Linked DNA regions of Pan troglodytes: region 2 is linked to region 1. A link is a contact called in public Hi-C data. All regions are on one chromosome and are shown on one strand. Each heading gives the region's core, a stretch centred on a gene start, on an enhancer-like site or on the middle of the called end of the contact. The rest is flanking DNA. Distances are from core to core; before and after follow the strand shown. Region 1 has its middle 340 kb from the start of KCNH7. Region 2 holds the start of FIGN (fidgetin, microtubule severing factor).

Region 1 (4,589 bases), core at 194-2,693:
AGTATCAGTTAAGAAGTGAGCAGAGGCCTAGAATATTATAATAAAACAGTAAACATTATTACACCAGTGGTAAAAAATAGGTGACTGTATAGGTGACTTTAGAACTTTCTTCATAAAAATGAGCAAACCAAAAAAAAAAAAATTCAAATAGGAATTTAGAGGAAAATGCTGTGGTACAGAAAGTGTAAACCAGTGTTCTGAGGCCTGGCAAATTGCTTAAATGCATTACGACAACAAGCCAAAGCATTCTTCCCCTCTACATGACTGGGCCTGCTACTTTTATCATGTCCTGCAGTAGATTTACACGCGACATTAATGATGCAACATTGTGTATGAGTATTTGGAACACACTTTTTGGTATTAGGCAGTTTCTAAAAGAGAATATTTTAATTCTAGTTTGTAAAAGAAAATGTGTCGTTCTTGGCCTGCTCAATGTTGAGTCAGGTATAAAGACTTAGAGAAAAAATTAAGAAAGGAAGTTGATTTTTAGTAAAGAAAGAAAGGAAAAGACATTTTATTTCCACAATGAGTCATGCTTTGTAGAGTAAGTGTCTGGGGAGTCAAATGGTCAATTTTTTTTTTAACTATACAATACAAATGTAACCAGGAGTTAATTTACTCAGTCATAATGCTATATTCGTTAAAAAAAGCATTTGCTTACAAATCAAGTATGACAAGAAGATACGTTTCCTCTAATTAAAATTGCTTGTGGTATGTTGGCAATTTCCAATAATCAAGATTGCCACAGGAAGTAAGGTTGTTTTAGCTGGCTCCTGGTGAACGCATCCATTTACTTCACACTTACAGTAAATACAGAGATATTTTACTCACATTGCCCAGGTTTCCTTCAGTTTCTGTTCTCCTGAGGTAACTTCCAAGCCCCGCATTTTCCGTAACTTGATTCCCAAGCATTTTCCAGGAAAGAAAGGTATCAATGACCTGCTGGTTTTATTGTTAACTCCTTCATAATAGTATAAAGCATTTCATCATTTTCAGCTTTTTCAGTCATAGAAGTAAAAAGAAAGTACATAACTAAATTCCCTTTTCCGTAAAGATAGAATATCACTATTTCATATAATACAATCTATCCTTAGATTTTTCTGAGTGAGCATCAAAAACGTGTATGTGTGTGTGTGTGTGTGCGTGCATGCCTGTTTGGGCTCACATATGTGTGTAGTATGTTTACTGTCATATCTTCATCTTGATAATAACATAGTGTATGGCTTTGCATGAGAATTTCTTCTTCCTGCAGATTTTGATTTGCTAGTTTTTGAACTCTTGATAAATTTGGTGACACTGTGGCTGATCCACTTTATCCCTGCTTTGTTTGGGTATGGTCTTGCTCTCTGAGGCACCACTTCCCCATTCCCATTGACTTCAGGAAAGGTTCATTAGGCCTGATCTCTCTCAGTCTTTTTTCTTCCTCCCCTTTCTTCTCTCTTCTCCACGCTGGACTCTGGGGCTCTTTATTCCTCAGGTCCCCTGTAGGTTAAGCCTAAGCTCTTATCCTCTCTTCTCTTTAACTCACAGTCAGCATTGGCATCTGTATTCAGTAACCCTCCATATGAATAAATAAAAGCAGGTACCAGCCTCCCAAATCTCCAGGTCTGGCTGGACAAACAGCTTGAGATGCAGCTCCTGTCACAGTTTCATGTCACCTTGGAGCAAAAAACTTCCCAAGGCTTTTGAGATACATCTGACAGTAACTTTAATTCCCCAGTGTTTAAGTTTTCCAGACTCCTACAAACCCTCTATATAACCTACAAATAATTAATATCTAAAGAAAGCCAATTTATGGACCTAGATGTCACATCAAGGCAGAAGGAATGAACATATATGTGCATGGGATAATTAAGGGTTTCTTTATGCTTTTCAAAAGGTCTGATCTGTTGGTAGACAACGAGGGTCTGAGCCACTTTGAGCAGTTGAGTAATTTGCATTTGCCAAGAGTTTTCACTTCCCACTCTGTATATAAATGATTCTTATTCTTTTTAGATATTCTGCCTTTTTCAAATAGTATGCTTCTTCGAAAATATTTCAAAATGATTGCAGTCTGAAAACAAATCTTGTGGTGGGTAGGGCTAGTACTCTATTTCTTCTGAGGTTTGGCTCTTGCTTTTGTTTTTATACATAAGGTTTAAACAAAGTTCAGCCATTTGTATTGTTAGTTCACAAAACATTATCGTCCTTGGTATATTTAAGTCCCCTATATTGGTGAATTGGTTGGTTGGTAACTTTTTGTTTTGTTTTGTTTTTGTTTTTGTTTTTGTTTTTTGAGATGGGGTCTTGCTCTGTCACCCAGGCTGGAGTGTAGTGGTGCAGTTTTGGCTCACTGCAACCTCCACCTCCTGGGTTCAAGCAATTCTCTTGCCTCAGCCTCCCGAGTAGCTGGGATTACAGGCACCTGCCACCACGCCTGGCTAATTTTTGTATTTTTAGTAGAGACGGGGTTTCACCATGTTGGCCAGGCTGGTCTCGAACTCCTGACGTCAGGTGATCTGCCCGCCTTGGCCTCCCAAAGTGCTGGGATTATAGGCATGAGCCACCATGGCTGGCTGATTTGTTTATCTTTTAAAAATTCCATTTTATCCCCGTTCCTCAATCCCATTTACCACTCTCTGAATGAGCAACCATTTAAATGTGTAGCTATTTGTTATATTGTGTTCTTGGTAGGTGGATATTGACTTATGTGGATATATTTTAACATCAATGATATTGTTAGATAACTTTCCATTTTCTACTTTTATCCACCATGTTTTTAGTACCCATTTTAGGTTTTAGGTATACAGCTCATTGACTCTTTTTAACTGCTGCATAATGGTCATGTTGTATACCTATCACACTTTGTCTATCTGTTAGAGTTCTGAGCTTCAACTTCTGAGTAAACAAAAACAGACAAATATCCTAAAGATTGTTTTTTCCTTTTTACTTAGACTTTTTTTCTTTTTGGTGTCTATGCTGTGAGAAGGGGGATATAATGACTTAATGATGGAAAGAAAAGGAGAAATAATACCATCAGTATGAGTCATTTAGGATAAACAGGATTAAGTCTTTGGTGTTTGTGATTCAATATTGTATAGCAATAGAGTCTGCAGGTTTATATCTGTTTAGACTTCCTGGGTGCTAATCTTGGCATATCTACTTACCATTCACTGACTACTTCCCAACTAATAACCTTAGATTAAGTTACTGAAACCTTTGAGTATCAGTTTCTTGTCAGTAATATGAATTAAAAAAAATACACATCTTAACGTCATAATGCCACAACTTAATACTATAACTAAATGCCTTAACTGGTCATATGACCCTACTCAACACTGGGAGACCAAAAAATGAAATCTCATTAAGTGCCTAGAAGTTGCAGAGCCTGAAATATTCAGCGAACATCCTTAATGACTACCATATGCCTCACATGGTTGTTGTAAGGATTAAGGGGTTTATTTCTTATCCTGTGGTTAGTACAGTACCTACAACACAGTAGACACTGAAAAAATATTAGCAGTTATTTTATAGTTCTTAATAAGACATAAAAGACCTTTCATGCTTTCCAACACTCTCCACTTAAACATTGTATTCTATTACTTTCCAGGCCTCCCTTTTCCCCACATGTGACAAGACAAATATGCCAACACTTTCATCATGTTTCAGATGAACAGTACCCTGCAGTAATACCTTGATCTTCATTTTATTTCTTTTGGCTCTCCTAGCCATTGACTCCTTGCTTGTCCTGCCATTATAACTACATCTTGACCATTGGATCTACGTGCCCTACTGATCTTGATGACAATTCACTCACAGATGTCTTTGTTATGACTTTCTTTATATGCTTTATCACACAAATAAAATTATTGTCCAAGCTAGCACATTTTTAAGAGTGAAAGGAGAGCAATAAGTAAAAACCAGGGCTGTGTCAGGGAAACTGGGAGGGATAGTCACACTACTTTCTCCATTTCAGCAATAAATTAATGGGTGTTTTAATAGCATCCTATGTCCTTCTTATTCTATAGGGAGTTAGTTTATCAGAGTAATCTTTGCCCTGAGGATTTTCTCATTTTTTCAGATACCTTGAGAATCATTTTTCTTGAGCTCCCTCTCCTTACTTCCTCCTTCCTCCAAAGTTAGTAAATTTCTTTATGTTCCCAAAGCCACAGGGGTATACTTCAAGTTGTATGGAAATTATTTATTTACACCTCTAGCTCCATTGTAAAGTTATGAGGTCCTTGAATTCAGGTATCTCATTTCATTCGTCTTTGTATCCCCAAGAACTTGCAGAATCCTGACACATGGTAGGCAATCAATGTTTGTTGCATGGATGAATGCGGTCCCAGAAATGTAATACCTTAATTAAGAGAACCAAATCATTAGGGGGTTGGGAAGTGGGTATTTCAAGCATTGTGGCAGGACAGCTGGAGACAGATTTTGAGGAAGAAGGTATTTGTATATTGTCCTAAGATTTCATGTTAATCAACTTTCTTGTTTACATTTGAATCCTGGTTCAAATTCACTTGTAGCATTTGGAATCACTAGTTTATAAGAATTACAGTGTTATAAAACTATCTTTATAGGATAATTTCAGATGTTTTTGAGCT
Region 2 (5,012 bases), core at 353-2,852, 540 kb before region 1:
AATTTAATGTTGAAGGTTGATGAGCTCTGAACTTTTTTAACAAACAAGAACCGAGCAGTTTTGCCCGAATTGCACAGAGCATCTGCTGTGTGTCCAGAGGACTTTTGGTCGTCATTCCCCAAATGGGCAATAACTGCGATTATGAGCGCTTCATAGTTTTTTTTTTTAATTCATCTGTACTCAATCCAACAGTGACCCACAGATATTTTCCTACACTTATTTCTTTGTGGTAAAATCCAATGAACAACTTTTCATAATATCATTTTCAAAGCCATCTTGTAAAATATAACTAAAGAGGTTTCAGTGTTCTCTGTTACATCAGAATAAAGTTCTTCTGTTTTATTTCGAAGACTCCTTTTTAAAAAAATTCACAGAAAGGTCAAATCCATTCCAAATAGAAATCTCATTGCTTAGAAATATTTCTTAGGATCTCGAATCACTCTTTTTTTGTCTTTTAAATTCTGTCATCTGCCTAGATTTAACTGAAATAATTTTTATTTCTCAGTGTGTTAGCTAAAGGCATCCATTCAAAGGTAAGAACATCATAAAAGGTGAATGGAATTAATTTCAAAGTATATATTTGGCATTTTTAAAGAGCTGCATTTCAGCATCTGGAGAGCTGCAATTTAGGCTATCAAATCTACAACAGAGAAGCTGGGGGAAATGTGAACACCCTTATGAGGAGGGTCAGTCCTCAGCAAGTGCATTTTCGGTTCCAACCTTCAAAGGTAACATTTTCAGCTTGATGGGCTCCTGGTGGAATATATAATTTGCCTCTTTCATTCTTAGCTTCGTTGAAATATAGAGGACTGGATGTCTACCAGGCCAAAGTATAAACTCACCATTTATCTATTAAAGTCATATTTAATGAAAACGAAGAGAAATTATGACCCAATTCACTCTCTTTCTCATTACAATTCCTAAAGAACTTTGCCGGGCACATTATCTCGTAGACATCATGATCAAATGTTATTGTTTGCTTTATTATCTCAGTTGGATGGTTGGCTAGTCTAGAATGAAATAGGTTGAAGGCAATACTCTCAGCCTAGAAGTCTGAATGAGGTTCCCATTCAAATGATCCTGATTGTTTGCGGGTGGGGCGGGGTGATTAGTAAACCAACTGAGCTTACACTGCATAGTAAGCGTCTGGATGCCGCACATTTACATCTAACAAGAGACCCCAGAAAACGTGTGTGTGTTTCTTAAACCTTATGTTCCGAACAAAAGGCTATCTCAGCAACAGACAATCAGCACTGCATTGCTCCCTGGGATGCGAGCAACACACTCAACTGCACATTTCATTCTTCCTCGGCTCCCAGCACCACAAAGCCCCTACTCTCTTCCCACTCCTGGGTCCCCAGATTACTCCATAGAGGGGGGTTGGGAAGGCAGAAGCCTAACGTCTATGCCTGCGCACCAGCCGCCGACACCAGGGCCCCCCGGGCGCTGCTTTCTCCAGCCCGAGCCGCCTGGGGGAGGTAGGGAGGGGAGCCAGGGAGTGCGAGAGGGGACCGCACACCTAGACACTTAGGATTTTATTTATTCACAGGGAGGCGGGGGAGGGGAACTGGGCGAACGCGAATTTTCTCCCCGAAGTTGCCTCTTCTAAGCAGATCAAGTCGTTTTCTGGCTGGTGCTGGGGGCCCCGGGGAGGGTGCCGGTGAGGTCCGGGCTCTCGAGACCAGATCCCGTCCCGTGCGCAGAGGGGGTGGGGAAGGGCGGACGGGCCGCAGCTGTCGAGAGGGCCGGGAACCGGCAGCGCGGCTCTGTCCCGGGCCCTCCAACGCAGGCCGGGGAGCGCAGGGACCGGCTGGTCACGCGTGGGAAAGAAAGCTCCCTTCCCCCTACGGCGCTGCTCCCCTTTCCCCAGGCTGGGCCGCCAGAGAGTGCGTGCAGGGAGAGCTGCGAGTCCCCGCGCGCGTAATCATGACCTCGGGGCCCCCTCCGGGCCGCGTGAGCGCGTCGGCGAGGCTGGGCGGCCGCCGCGGCCCCGGCCGTGTAACATGACCCGAGCGGCCGGCCGGCCGGCGCGGCGCGGCCATTGAGCCCTCCCTGCCCATGAATCTCTGGCGCGTCTCTAGCTCGCTCGCCCGCTTGCCTCCCGCCTCCCTTTCTCCCCCTCCAGCTCCGCGGGCTCCGTGCGCCTCTCCCTCTCCCTCCTGGTCCTCCCGCTGCCCGTCTCTCTCCACTGCCCGCCTCTCGCCACTGCCTCCCGTCTTCTCTCCCTCACGGCAGCCTCCGTCTCTTTCTCCCTCTCTCCTTTGAAAACTGATCTTTGGCTCTTAGTGTGAAAGTGATTTGAATTTGGCTCGGCGGCGCTCTGCGCCTGCGCCCAGCCTCTGGCATGCTGGCTCCTTCCAAGCAGCTGTTTTGGGTTTGAAATTCCAACATGGCAGAGGCTGCAGTCCGTCTTCCCTTCAAAAACTTGGAATGATTTCAAATCATAGGCACCTTCACTTAACCCTAGCTTCCATTCATCAGCAAACACATCGGATCGATGCTACGCTAACCTATCGGGTTCTCTCTCCGCGCGTTCAGGTAAGAGGAGCTTCGTAGTTTTCTACCATCTGTTTAAATTTGTTTTTGTTTTATTTTTAAAGAATATAAATACATCCAAGACCTGTAATTAAAAGAGATCTTCAGTTGTGCCGTAAACATTAAATTCAATTTCCACTCGTTTCTATTCTGTACGCCAACCTGCTGTCTAATTTCTCTGTTCAAAGTAGCCCTGAAACATTATAATGCATATTTTTGCTGCTTAATCATTGTAACAATAGTATGGGATTAAGAGTTCGCGATTGCAAGAATCTCGCTTTTCGCTATATTGGGCTTACTTATTACTATCTTTTTACTTCAAAAATAAAAAATAAGAAAGCGGAGCCATAGGGTGGGGCTAGACTTTCTTCGGGAACTAACTTCTAAGTAAATAAGAAGTGTAAATAAGAATCTTGCACACACACAAAAAGTTGAGGTTAAATTACAATCTCGTGGCTGGGGGAACGAGAAAATGTCAGAAGATCGGTTGCAGAAAAATGTAAGCACATCATCTAGGAGGGGGTACAGCGTGGTGGGCGTATTGTTGGCAAGGAACGGGAGAGAAAGATGTATAATTTAATGGTATATACAATCCACTGATCCTATTACCGTCCTCCCCGGAGCTCTTGTTAGTTTCAATGGGAGTGAGTGAAATTGACATGGACTTGCATTCCTGGTCATGTGCTTTTTTTCCTTTCTTTCTTCTCCTGTGATCTGAGATCCCCTTTTTGTTGATGTTGCTTTCCCCCTTAATTATATGCATGTAGGTTAAATGAATACCTGACGAAAGGGCCCACGTTTCAAGGCAGTGACATTTGATAGCTGAGAGGAAAAGTGGCTTTAATGAAAAGCAACCTTTGGAATTCCTGCTTGTGAGAAATCCAATTCAGCTTTTTGTGCTGCCAGCAAGAAATGATCAGTAGCACCAGTGTTTATGGTATGTCAGTTTTGGAATTTACTTCCTTTGCATCTAAATAGGAAAGACAAATGAAATAGCATGATAAAACCATTGAAGACTGCCTGGCAAGCAGTTGCTCATGATATAGAATTCCTTTTTTAAAAAATATATGTTTAATGTCACCATGCTTTTTTTTCTTTTGCTATCACTTGTTTGTATATTGCAGTTTTGATTAATATATTACTTGAATCCACTTTTATCGGTTTTAGCTGTCATCCAGAAATTGCACGTTACTAGTAATGCACTATATATATATAACTGCTGAAGTCAAATAGTATGTAAATTAGTTAAACTCAGTGTGGGTTTTTTTTTTTTTTTTTTTTTTTGGAAGGAGGGAGGCTGGGCAAAGGGGAGAGGGCAGGAGTGTTGGGAAAGATTACTAACTAATGAAAGTGTATCTATATATATGTACACACACAGGAACAGGACTGGATGAAAATTTTATTTTTCTCAATCTATTAATGCAGTTTGACTATCTGCTCTTGATGTTTGCACTTTGTGGAGTAATCAGTTCTTCTGAGTGTGGTTTTTTTGGGGGGGGCGGGTAAGTGAAGAGGTGTCTTTTACATGAAAATAAAAATTATATTTTGATTGTCCAAAGTCCTTGATGTCTTTTAAAGAGCAGGGATAGGTTTTTTTCCCCCCTTTCCATTCACTCGTCTGCCTGTCAGCGCTTTTTACTTTTAACTTGTGACAGAATTAAATAATCAGGCACTGAAATTGACTTCGTTTGAAATCGCTCTTTCCTTTCTTTACAAAAAAAAAAAAAAAAAGTCAGTTAAATGGAGTGAGAGGGGATTTTCAATAGCTCTTGTGGCAGTGCCCTGTGTACACTTTGTAATATTCAATTAAGACAGAGGGAACAACAACAACAAAAAGATGTTAAAGTATTTTGCATAACCAAAGGATATGTCCACTTTAGACTTTTTTTTTTTTTTTTTTTGGTTGTTGCTATGTTTACCCCATGACCGTTAATTCCTCCTGAAAAGAGAGAAAGAAGGAAAGAGAGAATATGAAAAAAGAAATAACAGTGGGGCAAAGCTGCCAGGGGTCTGTAGTGTGGCCGTGGTCACTGCTCTCTCCTAACACAAATGTGAATACGAAGAGAGGAACTACAAGACCCGTTGCGCGACATACACTTCTGGTTGGACTCTGGTGACTATTGAGCTAAATACACACCACACTTACACGATAGGAAGGATTTGATTGAATTTTGCATTTGGAACTTGTTGACTTTGAAGCGATCAATAAGAAGACTGTTTATTTTAGATGCACATAATTTGCCCTGAGAAATGTTTTAAGGAGGAGAGAGCACAGCTTTTTTTCCCCCGGAGCTGTTGGAGCGAATGGGATTGCCAGATGGGCGATTTCCCTCTGTGATGTTAAAGCTGTAATATATATTCAGAGCAGATTGGGCTGCTGCCTGTGATGAGGAGGATATTACATTTATAAATTTTAAATCGGAGCTCGGACAATGTGCTGAGAGCAGAAATTGGATGGTTTGACTGTTCACCGTATT

What was found. Hi-C and Micro-C count contacts between places; a contact is called where the count stands out from the background.
Region 2: a Hi-C map of stem cell-derived neural progenitor cells shows a contact between it and region 1, with 5 times the contacts expected there. The contact joins the promoter of FIGN here to the enhancer-like site in region 1. A contact is called at or near these places in 1 of 7 Hi-C or Micro-C datasets (stem cell-derived neural progenitor cells) and 1 of 1 datasets of contacts at active chromatin or transcription factors (stem cell-derived excitatory neurons).

The regions. Positions count from the first base shown.
Region 1 is chr13:65,232,580-65,237,168 of NHGRI_mPanTro3-v2.0_pri, reverse strand. No RefSeq gene overlaps it. Among named protein-coding and RNA genes, the nearest start is that of KCNH7, 340 kb to the right of the region's middle. Within about 2 kb of position 1,443, at least 2 of the 24 cell types and tissues checked have an H3K27ac peak or open chromatin away from gene starts, as enhancers often do. A contact at or near this core is called in stem cell-derived neural progenitor cells, where this site is marked.
Region 2 is chr13:65,772,901-65,777,912 of NHGRI_mPanTro3-v2.0_pri, reverse strand. It overlaps FIGN (fidgetin, microtubule severing factor), which reads left to right and starts at 1,602. Exons shown (of 2, transcript XM_009443600.5): 1 at 1,602-2,538.